Linked DNA regions of Mus musculus: all the other regions are linked to region 7. Evidence: chromatin contacts called from public HiChIP or PLAC-seq, capture Hi-C and promoter capture Hi-C data. All regions are on one chromosome and are shown on one strand. The core of a region is the stretch at or near the end of the contact, and the rest is flanking DNA. Distances in the headings are between cores, read along the strand shown. Region 1 holds the start of Ly6a (lymphocyte antigen 6 complex, locus A). Region 2 holds the start of Scx (scleraxis). Region 3 holds the start of Tonsl (tonsoku-like, DNA repair protein). Region 4 holds the start of Lrrc14 (leucine rich repeat containing 14). Region 5 holds the start of Cpsf1 (cleavage and polyadenylation specific factor 1). Region 6 holds the start of Arhgap39 (Rho GTPase activating protein 39). Region 7 holds the start of Pycrl (pyrroline-5-carboxylate reductase-like).

Region 1 (2,700 bases), core at 93-2,592, 920 kb after region 7:
GAGTCAGAAGAGCAAAACAGCAATAGGTCTGTGATAATGGGCAGAACTCTCTATACTCAGAAGGGAGGACTGTCACCTGGGGTTCCAGCCATGACTCCCTCCTGTTCTCCGCCAAGCACAAGTGGTCTCAGAAGATACTAGAATATAGAGGATACAGAGGATTTACTGAAAGAGGGACTCCGTGTACTGCTTTTATGATGGGGTGAGATTTGGTGGTGACTAAGCTGCTCAGAATTTATGCATATTCCTGTAAGTGACCTCACCCATCCTCTGGGGGAAAAAAAGCCTCATAACCTCATTGGGTGGTGACATTGGCAGGGTTTATCACTTGGATCTTTCCTTGCCGCTTTTTCTTTGTTTGCAGAGGCTTGCTGTCTCCTGCTCTTTCTTTCACATACACTTCTTCATGCATGAGCCAATACCGAGCACAGCATGTGACAGAATTAGAGAGACAACATTTCTTGCTTGCTCTCTTCCTCTTACCACTGTGCTGGGTTATGCGGTGTTGGAGGCAAACTGTTTGCTTATATGATATATTATAGGGTAAGAAGGAAGGGGTTTTTAGTGGTGCTCGGGCAGAGGCCATGGAGTGTAAGCAGCCTTCCCTGCTTAAGTGGGGTGCGCTCAGCTTCACTGATGCTGTGGTCCATTTTGGGACTCAGTTGTCCTGTGAGCACAGCTGTTCATTTGCTGTGGTATCATCTCAGGATGATTTCCAGCTCAGGTCTCTACCTCTGTCCAGCACACACAGCCCCATACATCCCCAAACACATCAGACACTGCTTGGTAACTTCCATCCCAGTTGCCAGTTAGTTCTTGCCTCAGGACTCTCACTTTGTGGATGCAAGAGCCTACTGGGGGCTTGCTCACCAGAGCCAGTCTTTAAGTATTTGTAAATTGTTTTCCTGCTTATAGGAAGGAGGGCCATTGGCTCTGAGCCACTGCAAACCATACCTTCTATTTAGACACAGAAAAAAGCCAGGTAGTGGAGGCAGAAGTATCAGCGGCTGTTGTGCACCCCTTTGATAGCTGTGTGTTGGAGCCAGCCTGTTCTACTGAGCAAGTCCTAGGACAGCCAAAGCTACACAGAGAAACTTTGTCTCAAAAAAAAAAAAAAAAGTCAAAAAAAAACCCAAAATAAACAAACAAAAAACACGAAGCTAAACAAAACAAAAACTAGTAAAGGGCTGAGCAACTTGACTTCTTCCCTTGCTTTCTAATTGGCAAGCACAAGTCAACTGTGGCCTCTGGCCCTCGGCCCTCTCAGTTCTCCTGCACCATGGTTCCTCCCCAACTGCTATAAATCTGGCTTGATCAGGTCACAAACAAATCTTGCTACCTCTTAACCAATAAACATGATGGCCTGGAAAAGGTTAAGTACTGAAACCCCTCCCTCTTCAGGATGCCAGCTGGGAGGAGCTGAAGGAAATTAAAGTACTTCAGTCCACATCTGACAGAACTTGCCACTGTGCCTGCAACCTTGTCTGAGAGGAAGTAAGGACTGGTGTGAGGAGGGAGCTGCTAGGTGACAAAGGGAAGAGCCCTCAGGATAGGGCTGGGGTTGGGAGTGTGGGATTAGGAAGGAAGAGCTGGGTGGGTGGTGGGTGAGAGAAGTAGGCAGACATGTATTCCTCAGGGAAAGCTGTGTGGAGGGTTGGAGGGAGGGAAGATCGGATGCCTGAGCTCTGTGAGAGCCCAGGGATGTGATTGGGGGTCTATTAATTGGCTCCAACTTCCAAGGTTTTATCTGTGCAGCCCTTCTCTGAGGATGGACACTTCTCACACTACAAAGTCCTGTTTGCTGATTCTTCTTGTGGCCCTACTGTGTGCAGAAAGAGGTGAGGTAGAAAATGAGAGAGGGGCAGAAGGATACAATGGAGATGGAAAAGGGCCTCAGGGTTGTGGGTACACCTACACTTCCATTGTGTGCCCAGTACCCGAGATGTGCTGGGGTCATGGGATTGGGAATGGGCTTGTGGTGGGTGAAGCCTTCTGTGGTGGGGTGCTTTACTGGGTCTGTAAACCTGTCAGAACCTGCCTTGCAACCATCACCACATACCAAAAGGACACGTGGAGCTCAGTATCTCTGCCACAGAACCTGGCCACCAGAGCAGCCTGTCCTTAGACTCTACCCTTCTGCACTGGCCTCCCAATCAGGACACTGGCCTGTGTGCACACAAACTGGAAGAGCCTTCTTTTTCTCCCCAGATGCCAAGTCAATGGATTTGGAATCCTTATTGCCTGGACTTTGACTTTTCCTTATGTCCCAGCCCATGCCACATGAGACCCAAATGCTATGCCTTCTGTACTCTAAGAAATTCTGAGCTCTAAGATACGCCTATACTTGTAGTTACATGTGTATTGCAGGAAGCCTCATGGTGAGCCTCAGCTTTAAGCTGACTCTGGGAAGTTCTGTGCTTTGTCATGCTCCAATACCCAGGGGCCAGCTCTGCAGGTGTAGGGTAGGACAGGTCAGAAGAGCCCTCTCTATTTGGTGGCCCCAGCATCTACTTACACACCCACTCACTGCTTCAGCGGACATTTGGTATCTATATCTTCCCAATATGGTGGCTGTCTCTTTAATATCTCTTGGGGTGCACATGTCTCCTGTGGGGCTGTGTAGCTGAGACAGCAGTACCAGGCATCTTTAAACAACAGTGGTTCTTGGTTCACTCTTGACTGAACAGTAATGTCCTTGCT
Region 2 (2,700 bases), core at 68-2,567, 540 kb before region 7:
TGGCTGGCCAGCATCTCTCAGTTCAGCCTTCTCCCCTAGCCCCTCTACTGCAGGTCTCAGTAGACCAGGGGAGAGGCAGCAGGTGCCCATAAGCCTTGGGGTGGAGGTGGGCTGCGGGGGCGGAGGGGTAGTGGCACATCAGCCTAGTGGGGGCATCCCTTTGACTGCCTCACTGTTTCACATTGTTCCCCTCTGGATGGAAGCGTATAGATATACTTCTTACTTCTTGAATTCACCTCCTTTCACTTCTCAACTTGATGGGAAACGAGCCTGAAAGTAAGGCCCCTCTGCCCTGCCAGGTTCCTGCTGCCTGCCCTCCCTCCCGGAACTTCTGGGTGGCCCATCTCAGCATTACTTCTTGATCCTGTATTTGCAGGTCCCTATGACCACTACCAATGGGAGTCTGTGTCCCAAGGTATGGCTCCTCTGTGCCCTTCCCTCCTTTGGGCACAGCTTTGTTGGCAGGTGTAGATGCTAGGGAATGCTGCCCCTGCCCTGCACCTCTCTGCCTGGCAGGTGTGGGCTGGTGAGTACATCGGGGCCCCTCGGTGCTCCCAGCCCTGCTCACCAACTTTCTCTGGTTGCTGAGGCAGAAGGTGCAGATCTGTTTGGGCTGGGTGTTCTCGCCGCCGTCTCTGGCCAGTGGTGGTGGCGGCGGCGGCGGTGGCAGTGGGCTGCCCGCACGACCGCTGTGGAAGAAAGCGGGTCCCGAGTGGCATGGTTGCCCGTCGCCACAGGCCTCACCCACCAGCAGCACATTGCCCAGGTGAGAAATGTAGCTGGAGGCCAGGCGCAGCGTCTCAATCTTGGAGAGCTTGCGGTCCGCTGGCTCGGTGGGGATGAGTGTGCGCAGCGCAGTGAAGGCCGTGTTCACGCTGTTGGTGCGGTCCCGCTCGCGCGCATTCGCTGTGTGCCGCTGCCGGGGCTCGCGGCCTGGCCGCCCCCCGGGTCCTGGCCCGCTACCCGCGGCCCTCCGTCCTCCTGCCCGCCGCCGGGCGCCCTGGAGGCCACAGCGCGCAGCATGCACACGGCAGGGTTTCTCGTCGGAGCCCGAGCTCTCGCTTCCGCGGTCCTCATCCTCCGACAGCGGGCTCACCTCAGGGTACAGGTAGCGACCCGGCGGCGGCGCTGAACGCAGCATGGCGAAGGACATGGGCCGGGCAGGGGGCGCGGCGTCAGCTCCACCGTGCGCTGCTCATGCCGCCTCTTTAGGTCCCCACAGGCCGCCGGGCCAGGGGTCTCCGCTGCGCCCCGCGGTGGCGGCTGCCGGGTGAGGCGGGCACATGTGTTCGGACTGGAGTGGGGCCGCCAGCCGAGCAGTGCCTTTATAGCAGTCAGCTCCTCCCCCGCGCCTGGCCTCCGCCTCCCTTTCTGGCCTGGAGGAGTTTACTCAGAGCTCGTGCGTGCACCTTTTCCCTTTTAATAGCCGTGCCTAGAGGGCCCCCGAGCATCTTTCTGGTTGGAGCGTTTCTGGGGTGCTACTAGTGCCCCAAGACAATGGTGCCCATCCCACCCATTCTACAGGGCAGAAGAGAATAAATCAAGAATCAAGAGGCTTTCTCTCCTGGCATGCCTAAGTTCACCCAGCTGCCCTGGCCCTGAGTGCCTGGCCACACCCTGTCTGACTCTCCTTCCATGTGCACTTGGGTCTTTTGTGCCAGGCCGTGTGTGTGTGTGTGTGTGTGTGTGTGTGTGTGTGTGTGTGTGTGTGTATGTGAGAGAGAGAGAGAGAGAGAGAGAGTGTGTGTGTGTGTGCACTCATGGGGGTGACTCCAGCAGTAGCAGTCTAGAAATGGGTGTGTGTGGTTGGCATGACTTGACTCCATGGCCTGTGCCTTGTGCCAGATCTTACCCCTTTGACCCATCCTGCTTGGGGGCCCCACCCCCATCCTTGCTGTATGCTTCATGGGGCTTCTCAAAGCCAGTGCACACGTGGATAAGAGCTAAGATCGGCACCTCTCCATCCCTCCAGTTCGGAAGTGGCCCTCAAGGTGGAGAGCGTACAGCAAGAGCATGGGGCATTTCTGGGCTGGTGTGGACAGGTGCAGTGGGACGAGGCCCAAGGGGTCTTGCTGAGGGGCTGCTGGCACTCATCTGTGCTAGTTATGTCTGGGCCCCTCCTCCCTGTGGCTACTGTTGCAGGAAGTGGCCGCCTGGGCAGCAGTCCCCAGGCTGGGAGGAGTGAGGGTGGTGGTGGCTGGCAGGGGCTGAAACCAGGAATGTGTGTCCAGGAATGTGGCTGCTCTGCCCACTGAAATGGGAGGGGGAGGATCAGTGGTGCTGGAAGGGGGTCCTTGACCACCTGCCGAGCAGAACAGGTTTGTCTCCCTGAGGTTGGGGTGGGGTCTTCCCATGGTTCCTGCCTTGTAAACTACCCACTTGTACCTAAGGCTTTTGCCAGGGGAGGGAGCCCATAGGCGATGAGGTCATCCCTGTCTGTGGCTGCCCAGAGCCTTGGCCAAGGAATCCAGTGAGGGGGGAGGCTAGGGTTGGCATCACTTCAGTGGAAAATGTGAAGGTAAAGCTCAGGCGCCTCCGAGGGCTTGGGGGAGGGGCATAGCACCCCTGCCGCGCCACGTCAGACATCGGGGCCAAGGCTAGGGCGGATTTTGGGTCACTTGGCTTCTGGGCACTTGAGGCTGATCTTGAGTGGCTCTTCTGCCCTTGGGTGGTTTGAAGAGGATCAAGCATGGCAGGGAC
Region 3 (2,700 bases), core at 61-2,560, 720 kb before region 7:
AATTCCCAGCAACCAGAGAATGGTAGACGGGCAGAAATGCATCTGAGGAACAGGGTAGCCCCTGTTCTGCTCCCAGGAGGCCATGAGGGCGTTGGTCCCCAGGGAGGCTGCAAGGCTCACAACCATCTGTAATGGGGTCTGATGCCCTCTTGTGTGTCTGAAGACAGCTATAGTGTACTCATATGAATAAAAAATAAATCTGCCAGGCCGTGGTGGCGCGTGCCTTCAATCCCAACACTTGGGAGGCAGAGGCAGGCAGATTTCTGAATTCAAGGACAGCCTGGTCTACAGAGTGAGTTCCAGGACAGCCAGGGCTACACAGAGAAATCCTGTCTCAAAAAAAAACCAATAAATAAATAAATAAATAAATAAATCTTTAAAAATAATAATGTCTAGAGGAAATGGGGGTAGCACTACAGTATACCTGTAATAAAAAGGCAGGCTGGGAGCTGGAAAGTTGGCTCGGTAGTTAAGAGCTACACTTGCAGAGGACCTAAGTTTGGTAACTAACATCCACACGATGATTCACAACAAGCTGTAACTCCTCTTCAAGTTGCCCTCTTCAGCCTCTTCAGACACTAGGCACACGGCAGGTGCACACACACACACACACATATATATATATAGGTAAACACATACGTGAAATTTAAAAAATCTTTTTTTCTTAAAGATTCATTTATTTACTATATCCAAGTACACTGTAGCTGTCTTCAGACACACACACATCAGATCTCATCACGGGTGGTTGTAGCCACCATGTGGTTGCTTGGACCTGAACTCAGGACCTTCAGAAGAGCAGTCGGTGCTCTTAACCACTGAGCCATCTATCCAGACCCCCCTCCTTTTTTTTTTTTTTTTTTTTTTTTTTTGTCTCTCTGTGCATCATTGGCTTTTCAGGAATTTGCAATTTGCTCTGTAGACCAGGATGGCCTCAAATTTAGAAATTTGCCTGTCTTGGCCTCCTGAGTGCTGGGATTAAAGGCGTATGCCACCAAGCCCGTCTAATCCTAAAAAAAAAAAAAAAAAAAAGGCAGGTAGATTTCAGGGGAGCAGGGTCAGTCTGTAGTCCTGGTAACTCACCAGAAAGGGCACTTCCTGCTTGGGTGCCCGTACTCTGACAGCAGCCTTGAAGGCCCAGATCCTACCCAACAGACCTTCTGCCACCTGATGGCGCCAGTAGGACTACAAATCCCAGAAGGCCTGGAGTCTACCGCACTTGGGCCACCGAAGGGGCGGGGTTAAGCATGCGCTCAGAAGAGTGGGTGGGCCTTGCGTGTTATGGGTGGAGTGAGAAAATGGGCGTGGGCTCAGGGAAGCGCGGGAAGTGCAGATTTTCGCGGCGGCGGTGGCTTGTCTGGCTATGACCCTGGAACAGGAGCTTCGCCGTGAGTATTTTGGGGAGTGCATGTCGGGACGCAGGGTGTGGATCGGGTCCTGGGTTAGACTCGATTCTCTCTTCCGGCAGAGCTGAGCAAGGCCAAGACCAGGGCCCAGAGGAATGGACAGCTGCGCGAGGAGGCGGCCTACTGCCACCAGCTGGGGGAGCTGCTGGCTAGCCACGGTGAGCCGGAGCGGTGAGAGGACTAGCTGGAGGCAGGGGACTGGCTGGGTGATGGCGCACCTTGAGCACACGCCCCTCTTCCGGCAGGCCGCTTCAAGGACGCTTTGGAGGAGCACCAGCAGGAACTACATCTGCTAGAGAGCGTCCAGGACACTCTAGGCTGCGCTGTGGCCCACCGCAAGATTGGAGAACGGCTGGCTGAAATGGAGAATTACTCTGCTGCTCTGAAGGTACAGGACCTTCACTTGTTGAGGAGAGAGGGCTAGTATGCAAATAAGTATTCAGGGACCTTTGACTTGGCAGGCAGTCACACCCTTCTTATGTCTACTTGGGGCGCTGCCTGCCTCTTGGTGGTGGTGGTGGGGAATGGATGGGTTTGTGACAACTGAATGAGGAAGGCTCAGGACCCACTGCTATTGAGAGCAACACTCCATGCAGCCCTTAGTGGTCTCCCATGACAGCACTGCTGCAGGGCAGAACAGCCATTGCCATAGACAGTCCTTTGCATAGAAAAGATAGGACATGGGTATACCCAACTCTGTCGAAATTTGGGAAACAGAAGGGTCTCTTTTCTAAGAGTAGCTTCCTCTGGTATCAGACTGCTGGAGTTGCTGGGAGTCGGATCATGTCAAATGCTTTTTCTTTCTACATTAGCACCAGCATCTCTACCTGGATCTGGCTGGTTCCCTGTCCAACCACACTGAACTACAGCGAGCCTGGGCCACCATTGGCCGCACCCATCTGGATATATATGACCACTGCCAATCAAGAGATTCCTTGTTGCAGGCACAAGCTGCCTTTGAGAAGAGCTTGGCTATTGTGGATGAGAAACTAGAGGGTATGTCCCCTTTCTTGGATTCTCCCCATAGGCTCCCTCTGGGCCCTCCCTTTCCAAGGCCTGTGTTGCTCTTCAGGCTTGAACCTGTCAGGCACCTGCTCCTTCTCTATATTCTACGTGCAGCAGACTCCTGGCTCACTCAATAAGAGATGGGATAAAGGGTAGGAGTGCCTGAAAACCCCATATCCTGGGGGTGGGGGTGGGGGCAACTGAGTCCCTAAAGCTGTTCTTTTTCCAGGGATGCTGACCCAGCGGGAACTGAGTGAGATGAGGACCCGTCTCTACCTCAATCTGGGTCTCA
Region 4 (2,700 bases), core at 15-2,514, 790 kb before region 7:
GGTGCCCCCTTTTGACCTGAAGCTTTCACATGCACATGGTGTATTTTCCTACGACTAGGGAAAGTAAATATTTTCTAAAGTGAAGTAAATCCCAGACCTCTCTTCCCACCAGACTGACAACAGAGGATTCCTCCAGAGCCAGTAGCCTAACATCCTGACCCTCCACGTAGATGTGCCTTTGGAGTTAAAGAAGTCTAACACAGCTTAGTGAGTGCCAGGCTCTGGGGTTTTTTTTTTGTTTTTGTTTTTTAAAGGATCCTGTGAACAGATGGTGTGCAGCATCTGAGACCAAGGCCCTGAGTTTGAACTCCAGAGATAGCGGATTTCTAGGGTATAACTAGGCAGAGAAATCCCTGAGGAAGAGCAACTCTCACCCTCTGTGGTCCTTGTCTCCTATTCGGGTACCTCCTCTTCACTGAGAAACCATGTCTTAAATTCACGAGATTCATAACGATCCAAGCCAAAACTGCTAAAGCGTTCCAGCTGAGAAGCCACATACAAAAGATCCTGAGCCTGAATGATTCTTGCTATCCTGGGTCAGTAGACTTCCTGTGGGCAAAACACCTTACCCTCAGAACTATGCTACAGTCCTCAGCCCACAACAGAATGGAAAACCAGGGCCTAGGCCTTACGCAAAGCCGCAGCAAGGGACAAGACTGGGGACCAGAAAGACTGATGAAGCCCAGGGTTTGCTTGCTTCTAACATCTCCTACGAGTCCTTAAGGCACGCGTCCCTGGGGAACCCCGCGTGACTGTCCTTGATCTGGCTCTAGCTTAAGATAATAGGACTGCCTAACTGACAGGACAAGCCAACCAAACACCTGTCATAAGAGGAACCGGTGGCAGCCCGCCTGGCCTCCAAGCAAGGATTGCTTCTGGGTGATGCTACTGCACACAGGACACAGCGGTCTCTGCGGCATACAGACGCGCACGCTCGGATCCTTGGAGAAAACAAAAAGCCCGGAACATCAACTGACCCGGGCGAGCCTGGAGCCACAGGCCGAGACCGGCCTCGCCCGCCCCTAGGTCTCCCTTCGCTTGCGGCCCATCCCCGCGCGCCGGCGGCACCTCCCGAGAATCCGCCTCAGCCGTGGTCTTCAAGCGCCAGTCCCCGTCGAACCTGCCGTCCAAGTGCCCTGACCACTAACGGCTGCTTGACTCTCAGCTCGACTCGAATCCCAGCCCCGCGGCCCCCGCTCATCCGCCTCCCCGACTACCAAGGCCTGCAACCCTTCCTCGCCCAGCAAGCCTCGCCCAGCTCCGCGCAGCGCCGGGGCGCGCTGTGATGACGCAACAACTCATAGGCCCGCCCCCTCCCCGGGGGGCTCAGAGCATCTGCAGCACCGCCCGGCGGCCGCTCTCATTGGCTAAGGACAGGACTTTACGGTGGCGGCGGGAGATTTCCCCTAAACTCACGTTCGGGCTGCCATGGAGCGGCTCGCGACCGTTCGCGCGCGGCTACAGGAGTGGGAACGCGCTTTTGCACGGCTGCACGGGCGACGGCCAGCGAAGGTGAGGTGGAGTTAGGGTCCGGACAGGGGCGGCAAGTGGGGGATCCTGGCGCAGCCTGTTGCTGACAAGCTTCTCTCCTAGGGGGATGTGGAGGCGGCACCTGAAGAGACCCGCGGTGAGCACTGGGCTGGTGGACCAGGGACAGGGCGAATGTTAGTGGGTATGCCCCTGACCGCCGACTTCTGCCTTCCCAGCGCTCTACCGTGAGTACCGTAACCTAAAGCAGGCGGTGCGTCAGGCTGACGACAGACATCGTGTCCTAGAGCAATCACTTGCCGAGGCAGCTGAGGAGGTATCAGTGAATCCCACTCTCAGCGGTCTGTGGTCCAAATGGCAGGAACCGAGAGCATTTTGCAGCCGTGCCTCCATGGAGCACAGAAGTTGGGTGGCCAGGTCCTCCCATGGGGGTTAGGGGAAGCTTTAGAGGCACTTCTGTGCCCATGCCATCTTTTAAACTGGTCTAGGTTGCTACTATCTACTGCAGGCACAGGAGCCAAGCTGCTGGGGTCCCCACCTGAGTCGAGCTGCAACGCAGAATACGCAGTCTATGCCAAAACAGAGCCTACTGAGTTCTGTACAAGACTATGGGAAGAGGCTCAAAGCCAATCTGAAAAACACAACACAGGTAAGACGTGGAGGTGAACCCAGAACTGCCTTTGGCCCTTGGGTGGTTTGCCAGGGTCCTTCTATGTCCACCCTTCCTTATAGCACGCACGTACGCTCCTGTAATAACTGGGACTAGGTTCCTAACGGTGCTCAGGCATCTCCACTCTTATTGTCTGTCCCAAACTTCTGCAGTAACCCAGGTCCTGAATTCCGATTTGCTGTTCTGTCTTTCTAGACTGGACCAACCCAGAGCAGAAAACTCCAGCTTCAGAAGAGATCCTTGTCCACAGTTCCTGCCCCAAGGCCACCAGGCTCAAAGACTGAATCCCCCTGTCCAGACGAAGCTGACGATGCACTTCCTCGGGTTCCTGAGCCCCGGCCGAGGCTGGGCCAGCTCCAGCAGCTCCGATCATCCCTCAGCCGGAGGTTGACTTCCCTAGACCCTGGTTGGTTAGAGAGGTGTCACAACAGAGTTTCAGATCTTCTAGAGGTTCCGGGTGCTTGTGGGCTTGACCTGAGTGCAGAGGAGTCACAGCCTCAGATGTCAGGCAAGGTGAACATCGCTGATCCTGACATCCAGTC
Region 5 (2,700 bases), core at 23-2,522, 690 kb before region 7:
CTTACATATAATAATAAGTAAATCTCTGGGGCTGGAGTAAGCAGAGGTTCTGGGTTCAATTCCCAGCAACCACATGATGGTTCACAACTATCTGTACAGCTATAGTGTATCATATACATAAAATAAATATTTAAAAAATTATGTATATATGTGCCAGCATGTCTGGGCAGCTTTCGTCCCAGGGCTTGGGAGGTAGACTCTGAATTCGAGGCTAGTTGGGTCTACAGAGTTTCAGGACAGCCAGGGCTATGTAGTTGAGACCTCATCTCAAAAATCAAGAAAAAGAAAAAAAAATAATTTCTTTTGCTTGCTTGTTTTTGTTTTTTGTTTTTGTTTTTGTTTTTTTTTAAGAAAAGTTTTCTCTGTATAACCATGGCTGTCCTGGAACTCACTTTGTAGACCAGGCTGGCCTCAAACTCAGAAATCTGCCTGCCTCTGCCTCTGCCTCCCAAGTGTTGGGATTAAAGGCTTACACCACCACTGCCCAGCCAACAAAATACTTTTTAAAAGAGATCTTTTTTTTTAAATTTTATTTTATTTTTATTAGGTATTTTCCTCGTTTACATTTTCAATGCTATCCCAAAAGTCCGCCATACCCACCCCCCCAATCCACTACCCACCCACTCTCCCGTTTTGGCCCTGGGGTTCCCCTGTACTGGGGCATATAAAGTTTGCAAGTCCAATGGGCCTCTCTTTGCAGTGATGGCCAACTAGGCCACCTTTTGATACATATGCAGCTAGAGTCAATTAAAAAGAGATCTTTAGTGTGATACAGGGGTGATCTACCACATCACCTCATCTACAGAGTGGGGTGGCGATATTGCATGTTTCTGTATCCTTTTCCAAGCCTATATACCCTTGTTTTATTTTCTGGGATTTAGCTAATGAGGCAAGTCTTGAAGGGTACAGAACAGAAGGAAGCAGAGGTCCAGCACCCTCCAGCTCTGTGACGAGGCTCATCAGTCCTTTTTTTTTTTCTTTCTTTCTTTCTTGTTTTTTTTTTTCGAGACGGGGTTTCTCTGTGTAGCCCTGGCTGTCCTGGAACTCACTCTGTAGACCAGGCTGGCCTTGAACTCAGAAATATGCCTGCCTCTCTCAAGTGCTGGGATAAAAGGCATGTGCCACCACGCTTGCTCGTCAGTTCTTATCAAGCTAGGCCACTAGGGGCCGCTCTTCGCTCGCAGCCACGGCGCGCAGGCGCAGATGCGAAGCGGCCCGGAACCCTGCTTCTCAACCACCTGGTCCTCTTAGAAGGCGGTCCGGGCAGGAAGCGCAGGCGCAGTACTTCGGAACCCGGTGGCTGGGTTGGCGCGCGCGGCCGGACCGAGTCCGCTGCCGTCCCTGTCCCCCGAGTCGGCGGCTCCGGCGTGACAGTGGCGGCGACATGTACGCGGTGTACAAGCAGGCGCACCCGCCCACCGGGCTGGAGTTTACCATGTACTGCAACTTCTTCAACAACAGTGAGCGCAACCTCGTGGTGGCCGGCACCTCGCAGCTCTATGTGTACCGCCTGAACCGCGACGCCGAGGTAGGCCGTGTCGAGGCAGTGCCGCAGTCATTCGGCAGGTTCCCCAGTGCAGGAGCTGAGGTTTGCCAAGGGTCTTTGGGCCCCAGAGCCAGTTCATCGCTGCCTCGTTGTTTGGCCTCATCCTACCCTGCCCGGACACCTCTGCCCGCGGTCTACTGCTTGTTCTTTGGAGATCGATTTTCAGGAGATTGTTGCACACCTTCCACGAGCTTAGCAGCAAAGACAAGCCAGTGAACCCTTGAGGGCGATGATTCTTTAGGAAGTCAATACTGCCACACACAGACGGCCACAGTGTCTCTCTAGGAGTAAGACCCAATGAAGGAGACTGGGTGTTTCTGTACAAAACAACCAGAGCTCTTTCTGAGATTGAGCAGATTTGTTGTGGAAGAACGTTTCTTCCTAAAGGAGCAAGGCTGGATGTTTCTCGGGGACAGACTATTGTCAGTAGATGTAGTAATGTGGAATGAATTCATCAGTACATTGATAACGGGGGTGTTTTGGTTGCTAGAGAGACAGCAAGCGGTTCAGGAAGCCCTCCCCCCCTCCCCCCAAAAAAAAGGCAATTTCCGTGGCTCTTTAATCCCAGTTCGATCCATTAATCCCAGGTGGAAGCAGACAGATTTCTGGGTGTTCCAGTTTAAACTATTTCCAAGCCATCTAGGGCTACATAGTGAACCTCTTGTCTAAAAACAAAGCAAAAAAGCCAAGAAGGCAGATGCTTTTTTTAAAAAATTAGACTTATTCATATTCATTTGTGTTTGCTTGTATATATGTATGTACACCATATGCATTCTTGGTGTCCATGGAGGTCAGCATTATGGATAGTTGTGCCATCAAGTGGGTCCTCTGTAAGAGCAACAAGTGCTTTTGATGGCTGTGCATTACTGCCAACATGCAGTTTACTGGGGTGGCAGAACTGGACAGGGAAATCTCACCTTCATAGAAGATGTGTTTTAAATAGACAAGGAAGTGTGGGGGAAGTATGTGGGAGTTAGGCAAAGGGGTTTCAAGGAAAGTTAAGTTTTTGTGGTAGAGGCTAAGGGAAGGAGGAAGGAAGGGAAAGAACGGGTAAGAAGTAACAGGGCAGGGCCTCCACAACACACTCTCCAAGCAGGAAGTTTTGGCAATGAAATAATCTTACCCAACTTATGTTGGAGAGAGGTCCAAGAAAG
Region 6 (2,700 bases), core at 52-2,551, 900 kb before region 7:
ATGTGCCACCTCTGTCAGGCATTATAGGTGGTTTTGAGTCACCTGACATGGATGCTGGGAATTGAACTTGAATCCTCAGGAAGAGCAGTATTTACTCTTAATTGTCAAGCCAAGGTAAAAAAAAAGTTTGGTTTTTTTTTTGTGTGTGTGTGTGTGTGTTTTTCTTTTTAAAGTAAAGAACTGGTGTCGGGCAGTAATGGCCCACGTCTTTAATTTCAGCACTAGCAAAGTGAGGCAGGTAGATAGCTCTGAGTTTGAGGCTAGTCTGGTCTACTGATCGAGTTACAGGACAGCCGGGGCTACACAGAGAAACCTGTCTCAAAAAACGAAAACATGAACAAACAAAAACAACAACAACAACACTGAATATTCCGAAGTCTGGGAGGGTGACAAACGCACTTGTAATGTGTTAAAGACGGATTTTAAGTTTGAGGCCAGCCCGGGTACACAGAGCAAGAGCTCGTCAAATACAAAAAACCCAAATGGCAGCTGAGGATGTAGCTCAGTAGGTAAAGGGCTTTCCTAGAATGGGTTTCACCTCCTCAGCTGTGTAAACCGGATATGGTGCCTGTAATCCTCGCACAAGAGAGATGAAGACGGGATTAGAGTTTCAAAGTCATCCTTCGCTACATAGGGAAGTTGAAGGTCAGCCTGGGCCATCTGAAATTCTCTCTCTTAAAAAAAATTAATAAGAAGTTAAAAGGGCCATGGAGTGGGTAGAGGTGCTCTCTGTGCAAGCCTGATGATGCGAGTTCCGTCATTAGAACCCATGGTGAAAGGAGTTGTCCTCCGATTTCCACACGGACACTGTTGGCACGTGCGTGCACATGCTTCACACACAATACACATTACAAAAAAAAAAAAAAAAATAGAAAAGAGAGCACATTTAAAGCTGTGCCTGAGTTACTACGAGAATAGTCAAGGAAATAAAAGGAGGAAAATAATAAAGGGAAGTTACAAACATGGAATACGCAGAGTATTTTAGACAATAGCTACCTTTCCAGAGTCAAGGAAGAGGTATATCTCAAGCTTAGGAACCCCAGCAGGGCTAGAACTAATAGAGTCACGCCACACCCACGTTAGGACACACCTGAGGTGACCCAGACCTCCAGAAGTGGGCGGGTACAGGTGAGAGCGGAACGGCCGGCTAGCGCGGCATCGGGGGCGGGGCCTCCGACAGAGGCAAGGCTCCCTCGGAGCTCCCGAGGGGCTGCGCGGTGGCGCAGGCGCATTGCAGCCTCGCGGGCGGCGCCCCCTGGCGGCGCCACCATCCTCGCGGGGGCGGAGTCGGAGGCGGGGGGTTGCGCTTGGTGACGGGGGACGCGCGGCCGCAGCGCACTGGACCAGCGGCGGAGACCCAGGACGTGAAGCGCTGGCTGCGGCGGCGACGGCGGCCGGGAGCCGCCGGGAGCTGGGGCGCAGCGTGCGGTCGGTGATGAGGGGCAGTGGCGGCGCTCCGGGCGCAGGGCCGGCTGGTGAGAGCGCGGGAGGTGGGCGGCGCGGGCCGGGAAGATGGCGGAGAGGCCTCGCTGCGGCCCCACGGCCTGGCCCAGGCGGAGGCCCCCCAGTCCAGTCGTGCTAGAAATCGGGGCCCCAGGTGACCCGGTAGGGGAGGGTCCGCAGGAGGACGCCGCGGCCAAGGGCCAGGGAGTGTGAAGGCGGGTTTGCGTAAGAGCAGGGGCCCGAGGGTGGTGGGTGTGAGGGTGCCATGGTCTGCACGCGTGCCCGGCCTTTGGATGGGCGTGAGTGCGTGTGTGTCCCTGGCCAAGATAGTTGTGTGCGAGCCCTTTGCTTGAGGTGGTTGGGGTTGGGGTGGACCTGATGGTGGGTGTGAGATGTGAGGGTGCCCGGCCTGCAGACAGGTGTGTGTAGTCAGCCCGAGGACAGGTGTGCGTGCGTTCTGTGTCCAGGCCCAGAGCCGGTGGTGTGCTTGTGCCCTTTCTGTGCACTGGGCTCCGGTCCGTTTGGGGGTGGTGAGAGATAGTGCTTGCCGAACGAGGATCTTGCGGGCTAGGCTTTGTCCGCGATGCCCGGCAGTCGGTGGGCGTCTCTGGGTCGGGTCGTGGCTTGCTTGCGCGTGGTGCGCCCTGGCTTCGCGGCAGGGCCTCTGCGGCAGGCTCGGGTGGTCCTCTCCCCGGCCTTTCAGACTTGGAACTCCCTGGGCGCCTGCTGTTTGGCAGGCGTGGGGTGGGTGGGGGCTGCGAGCCGGCAGGCTGTGCATCCCGGGCCAGGCAGGCTGTCTTTATTTTAAAACGTGCTGCCCGCTTCGGGCGCGGCAGCTGTGGGTGTGTTCCATGCTGCTGCTCACCGCAGCTGCTGTGGGCGCTACGCAACCTTCAGCCGCAAAAATGCGGCTGGACCCCCTCCCCCTTCAGTGTTGTTCGGGTTGGCCAGGCCTCCAGTGACCTCTGCAGAAAAACGTACAGTTGCAAGGCTTCAGTTCCTCCCGTGGTGCAGACAATACGGACGTTTGTCTTTGGGAGCTAGGGAGGGCAATTGAGCACTGCGTCCTGGGCGCAGTCTGTAAACAGCAGGTGGTTTTGTCCCTGCTCCCCTTTTTACAACGAACGTGGGGGGAAGGGAATTAGAAGGAGAGGTGTGACTGGATAGTCCGGAAAGCCAGTCTTCAAGGGATTCTGAGTGCCTAGGAGGGAATAGAGAGATGTGACTCCTTCCAGCTCGTGGTCTAATCAGCTGTCT
Region 7 (2,700 bases), core at 168-2,667:
CCACCAGTCAGTGTTAAACGTGTCATTATGTCAAGAAATGCACCCTGTCCTAAGAATCAGAGTGCCTTGATCACTCTGGCCAGACAGCTGCATACACTTTCCGACAGACTTGAGGCCAAGTCTCAGCCTTGAACATTTCTGGGTGCCGCCCAGAATACACAAGTTCTTTACACTCATGTCCCTCACCCCATAGAATGGATTTTTGTCTCCATATTGAGGATTCTGCAGGTTCCCTGTTGCTACCTGAGACAGTTAATGTCTAAGAAGGAAAAGCCTTATTTAGCTGTAGTTTTTAGCTCCTGGTTTTACAGGTGTCCATCTAATGTCAGGCAGACTTAGTGCTTGTAGGCTTCAGGTGGGGTCTGGGGAAAGATTAGGAAATTATAACTCTTCACCTCGCACAGTGAGAGAGAGGGAAGGACTGGCCATCACATCCCAATTGTGGCAAGCAGGAGATGACCATCTTTACTGTGGGACCTCACAGTCCAAAGACAGCATGCACTGCCCTTCTAAGTGCTGTGTTCTAGTTTGCCTAATTATGCACATTCAAAACAAGACAGCAACAAACCACCTGTATGCTGGTGGTTGTTTGAATTGGTAATTTGGATGAGACGAAGGCTGGGATCCTGATCATTTTATTTATTTATTTATTTAGTTAGTTAGTTAGTTAGTTAGTTAGACAGGGATTCTCTCTGTGGCCTTGACTGTTCTGGAATTTGCTTTGTAGACCAGGCTGGCCTCAAACTTGAGCTCCACCTGCCTGGGACTGAGACCAAAGGTGTGTGCCACCACAGCCAGGCTTCTGATTGCTCATGAAAACCTGCCTTTTTTTCTGTTTTGGGCTTCTTGATTTGCTTGCTTTTTCTTTCCTCTGCTCTCACTTTAGCTAAATGACTATACATATAGCCAGCTAAGTGACTAAATGTCACTATATGTGGAATTCAATACAGATAACTATTTTGGTGAGACACTAAAGCACTCAAAAGTTTTTTTTAAATTAAAAAATAAGTGCTGTGTATTAGTGACTGATGGTTAGTGCTGCTTTTAATGTAGAGAACCAGAACCCACTCCGAGGACTGAACCCAAGGCACCCAAGCTAGGCAAGAGCTTGGAGTACCTACCTTACACCCCAGGCCCATCCTGGAGTGGTTCAAGCGTTTTTTGGTTTTTGTTTTTTTTGTTTTTCTCCCCCTCTAAATCTCTCTGTAAGGGTTTTGGAGAGACTCTAGCTAGCTTCAGGCTTCTCAGGAGGAATTAGACAGCCTGCTTAGGACTAGCTCCCCTTCCTTTCTCTTCTTTCCCCTCAGCAAAATCACTGACCAATGGTTTACCAAAGCTTGGGGGAAATCCCGCCTCAAGCGTCAAAATCCAAGTGTCTGCGCCCGCCCCGCCCCGCCCCGCCCCGCCCCTCTGTCCTCCCAAACCCGCCCAGTCGCTTCTGTCGGTCAAAGCAGTTCTAGTGGGCGGGACCCGCTGCCGCAAGGACGAGAGAAGGCCAGCTCAGAGCAGGATGGCGGCGACAATGTCTGAACCTCGGCGTGTGGGCTTCGTGGGTGCAGGCCGCATGGCGGAGGCCATTGCCCGAGGCCTCATCCAAGCAGGTGGGAGGCGAGGCCTGGCTGGGGGAGCTTTCGTTCTAATGGGAGGAGTTCGTAAGCCTTGGCGGGAGGGGCGCACGTGGTACACCAAGGGCCAGTAGGGTGAATTCGCTGGTTTCCTGGGTGAGAATCATACATCAGGACTCTATTAAGGCCTCCAGGATCGCTGGATGAGTCCGCAGTCCCTTCCCAGGCCGGTGAGTGGGCATGTTAGGCGAGGTGTGGGGGAAAAAAACCAAAAAAAACCAGTTCATTTATTTAACATTGATTGTATTGGTGAATATTCCTTTAAATGTATTGCATTAAAGAATATTACGATTGACTTCACGTGTGACTTCTTTGTAGTGGAGTTTGCTTGTTTCTTTTCTTTTCTCTTCTTCTCTTCTCTTCTCTTCTCTTCTTTTCTTTTCTTTTCTTTTCTTTTCTTTTCTTTTCTTTTCTTTTCTTTTCTTTTCTTTTCTTTTCTTTTCGAGACAGGGTTCATTTGGCCTGGAACTCCCAGGTAGACCAGGCTGATCCTGAACTCAGGGATCCACCTTTTTCTGCCTCCCAGAGTGTTGGAATTAAAAGTGTGAGCCACTCGCTGACTCGCTTTTAACTTTTTATCTCCTTAATGTGGCTGCGAGTTTCTAGTTCCATATGTGGCTCAAATCGTGCCTTAGATTGAACCGACTTAATGCCAAGTTAAATGTCTGACGTCCTGGCCTCTTCCTCCTCAGCCTCTGGCTTAACCAAAGGCTACCCATTCCTCAGCCCCCACTCTCAGAGGTGGGCAGCTGTGAGGACACTCGGGAGGAAGAGGATTGGCCCTGTGCTCTGAAGAGTGCCTGCTATCGCTGGTTTGTCATTTCTTTATGGCAACAATACCTTGAATTTGAAGACTGACGTTTCTCCACCAGTTCCAAATGTCTGCTACCTGGAGCTTGAGGGGTATGGTGGGGAGAGAGGCAAACTCTTCCGGGCTGAGGACTGCTGGTGTATATAACTGATGTTTTACTGGCCCAGCACGGCTGTACAGTATTTAGAAAACTTTATGAACAGATTGCGGGTAGAGGAAGTTGGTGACCTTTGGCTCTCTGCTTTCAGTTGTATTTCAAAGTCC

Evidence for each region. Promoter capture Hi-C pulls out the DNA fragments that hold promoters and counts their contacts. HiChIP or PLAC-seq counts read pairs in DNA pulled down with a chosen protein or histone mark. Capture Hi-C pulls out chosen DNA fragments and counts their contacts.
Region 1: a contact with region 7 is called in a FOXA1 HiChIP or PLAC-seq map of pancreatic cancer cells. The contact joins the promoter of Ly6a here to the promoter of Pycrl in region 7. A contact is called at or near these places in 1 of 39 promoter capture datasets (hippocampal neurons) and 1 of 115 datasets of contacts at active chromatin or transcription factors (pancreatic cancer cells).
Region 2: a FOXA1 HiChIP or PLAC-seq map of pancreatic cancer cells shows a contact between it and region 7. The contact joins the promoter of Scx here to the promoter of Pycrl in region 7. A contact is called at or near these places in 2 of 115 datasets of contacts at active chromatin or transcription factors (pancreatic cancer cells and pro-B cells) and 1 of 9 other capture datasets (liver).
Region 3: a capture Hi-C map of macrophages shows a contact between it and region 7, with 6 times the contacts expected there. The contact joins the promoter of Tonsl here to the promoter of Pycrl in region 7. A contact is called at or near these places in 1 of 39 promoter capture datasets (pre-B cells), 2 of 484 Hi-C or Micro-C datasets (both in embryonic stem cells), 2 of 115 datasets of contacts at active chromatin or transcription factors (embryonic stem cells and pancreatic cancer cells) and 2 of 9 other capture datasets (liver and macrophages).
Region 4: a contact with region 7 is called in an H3K27ac HiChIP or PLAC-seq map of double positive thymocytes, with 7 times the contacts expected there. The contact joins the promoter of Lrrc14 here to the promoter of Pycrl in region 7. A contact is called at or near these places in 4 of 39 promoter capture datasets (the C10 cell line, liver and pre-B cells), 1 of 484 Hi-C or Micro-C datasets (double positive thymocytes), 2 of 115 datasets of contacts at active chromatin or transcription factors (bone marrow-derived macrophages and double positive thymocytes) and 1 of 9 other capture datasets (liver).
Region 5: a contact with region 7 is called in a capture Hi-C map of macrophages, with 2.7 times the contacts expected there. The contact joins the promoter of Cpsf1 here to the promoter of Pycrl in region 7. A contact is called at or near these places in 2 of 39 promoter capture datasets (embryonic stem cells and liver) and 2 of 9 other capture datasets (macrophages and pancreatic islet).
Region 6: a promoter capture Hi-C map of erythroid cells shows a contact between it and region 7, with 6 times the contacts expected there. The contact joins the promoter of Arhgap39 here to the promoter of Pycrl in region 7. A contact is called at or near these places in 1 of 39 promoter capture datasets (erythroid cells), 1 of 484 Hi-C or Micro-C datasets (B cells) and 1 of 115 datasets of contacts at active chromatin or transcription factors (bone marrow-derived macrophages).

The regions. Positions count from the first base shown.
Region 1 is chr15:74,996,673-74,999,372 of GRCm38.p6, reverse strand. It overlaps Ly6a (lymphocyte antigen 6 complex, locus A), which reads left to right and starts at 1,342. Exons shown (of 4, transcript NM_001271419.1): 1 at 1,342-1,494; 2 at 1,756-1,838. The coding sequence starts at 1,769. All of the region lies in intron 1 of Gm28068 (a long non-coding RNA gene), which reads right to left.
Region 2 is chr15:76,456,055-76,458,754 of GRCm38.p6, reverse strand. Scx (scleraxis) reads right to left here and starts at 1,317. Exons shown (of 2, transcript NM_198885.3): 1 at 569-1,317. The coding sequence starts at 1,153. The region is part of intron 3 of Bop1 (block of proliferation 1); the gene reads left to right.
Region 3 is chr15:76,638,539-76,641,238 of GRCm38.p6, reverse strand. It overlaps Tonsl (tonsoku-like, DNA repair protein), which reads left to right and starts at 1,310. Exons shown (of 26, transcript NM_183091.3): 1 at 1,310-1,385; 2 at 1,466-1,561; 3 at 1,649-1,791; 4 at 2,216-2,399; 5 at 2,638-2,700. The coding sequence starts at 1,361.
Region 4 is chr15:76,709,205-76,711,904 of GRCm38.p6, reverse strand. It overlaps Lrrc14 (leucine rich repeat containing 14), which reads right to left and starts at 1,264. Exons shown (of 4, transcript NM_001358891.1): 1 at 978-1,264. It overlaps Recql4 (RecQ protein-like 4), which reads left to right and starts at 1,346. Exons shown (of 22, transcript NM_058214.3): 1 at 1,346-1,512; 2 at 1,594-1,627; 3 at 1,707-1,804; 4 at 1,997-2,137; 5 at 2,354-2,700. The coding sequence starts at 1,429.
Region 5 is chr15:76,606,163-76,608,862 of GRCm38.p6, reverse strand. Cpsf1 (cleavage and polyadenylation specific factor 1) reads left to right here and starts at 1,272. Exons shown (of 37, transcript NM_053193.2): 1 at 1,272-1,528. The coding sequence starts at 1,385.
Region 6 is chr15:76,816,767-76,819,466 of GRCm38.p6, reverse strand. Arhgap39 (Rho GTPase activating protein 39) reads left to right here and starts at 1,301. Exons shown (of 12, transcript NM_001168288.2): 1 at 1,301-1,475.
Region 7 is chr15:75,920,277-75,922,976 of GRCm38.p6, reverse strand. Pycrl (pyrroline-5-carboxylate reductase-like) reads left to right here and starts at 1,417. Exons shown (of 6, transcript NM_025412.2): 1 at 1,417-1,601. The coding sequence starts at 1,511.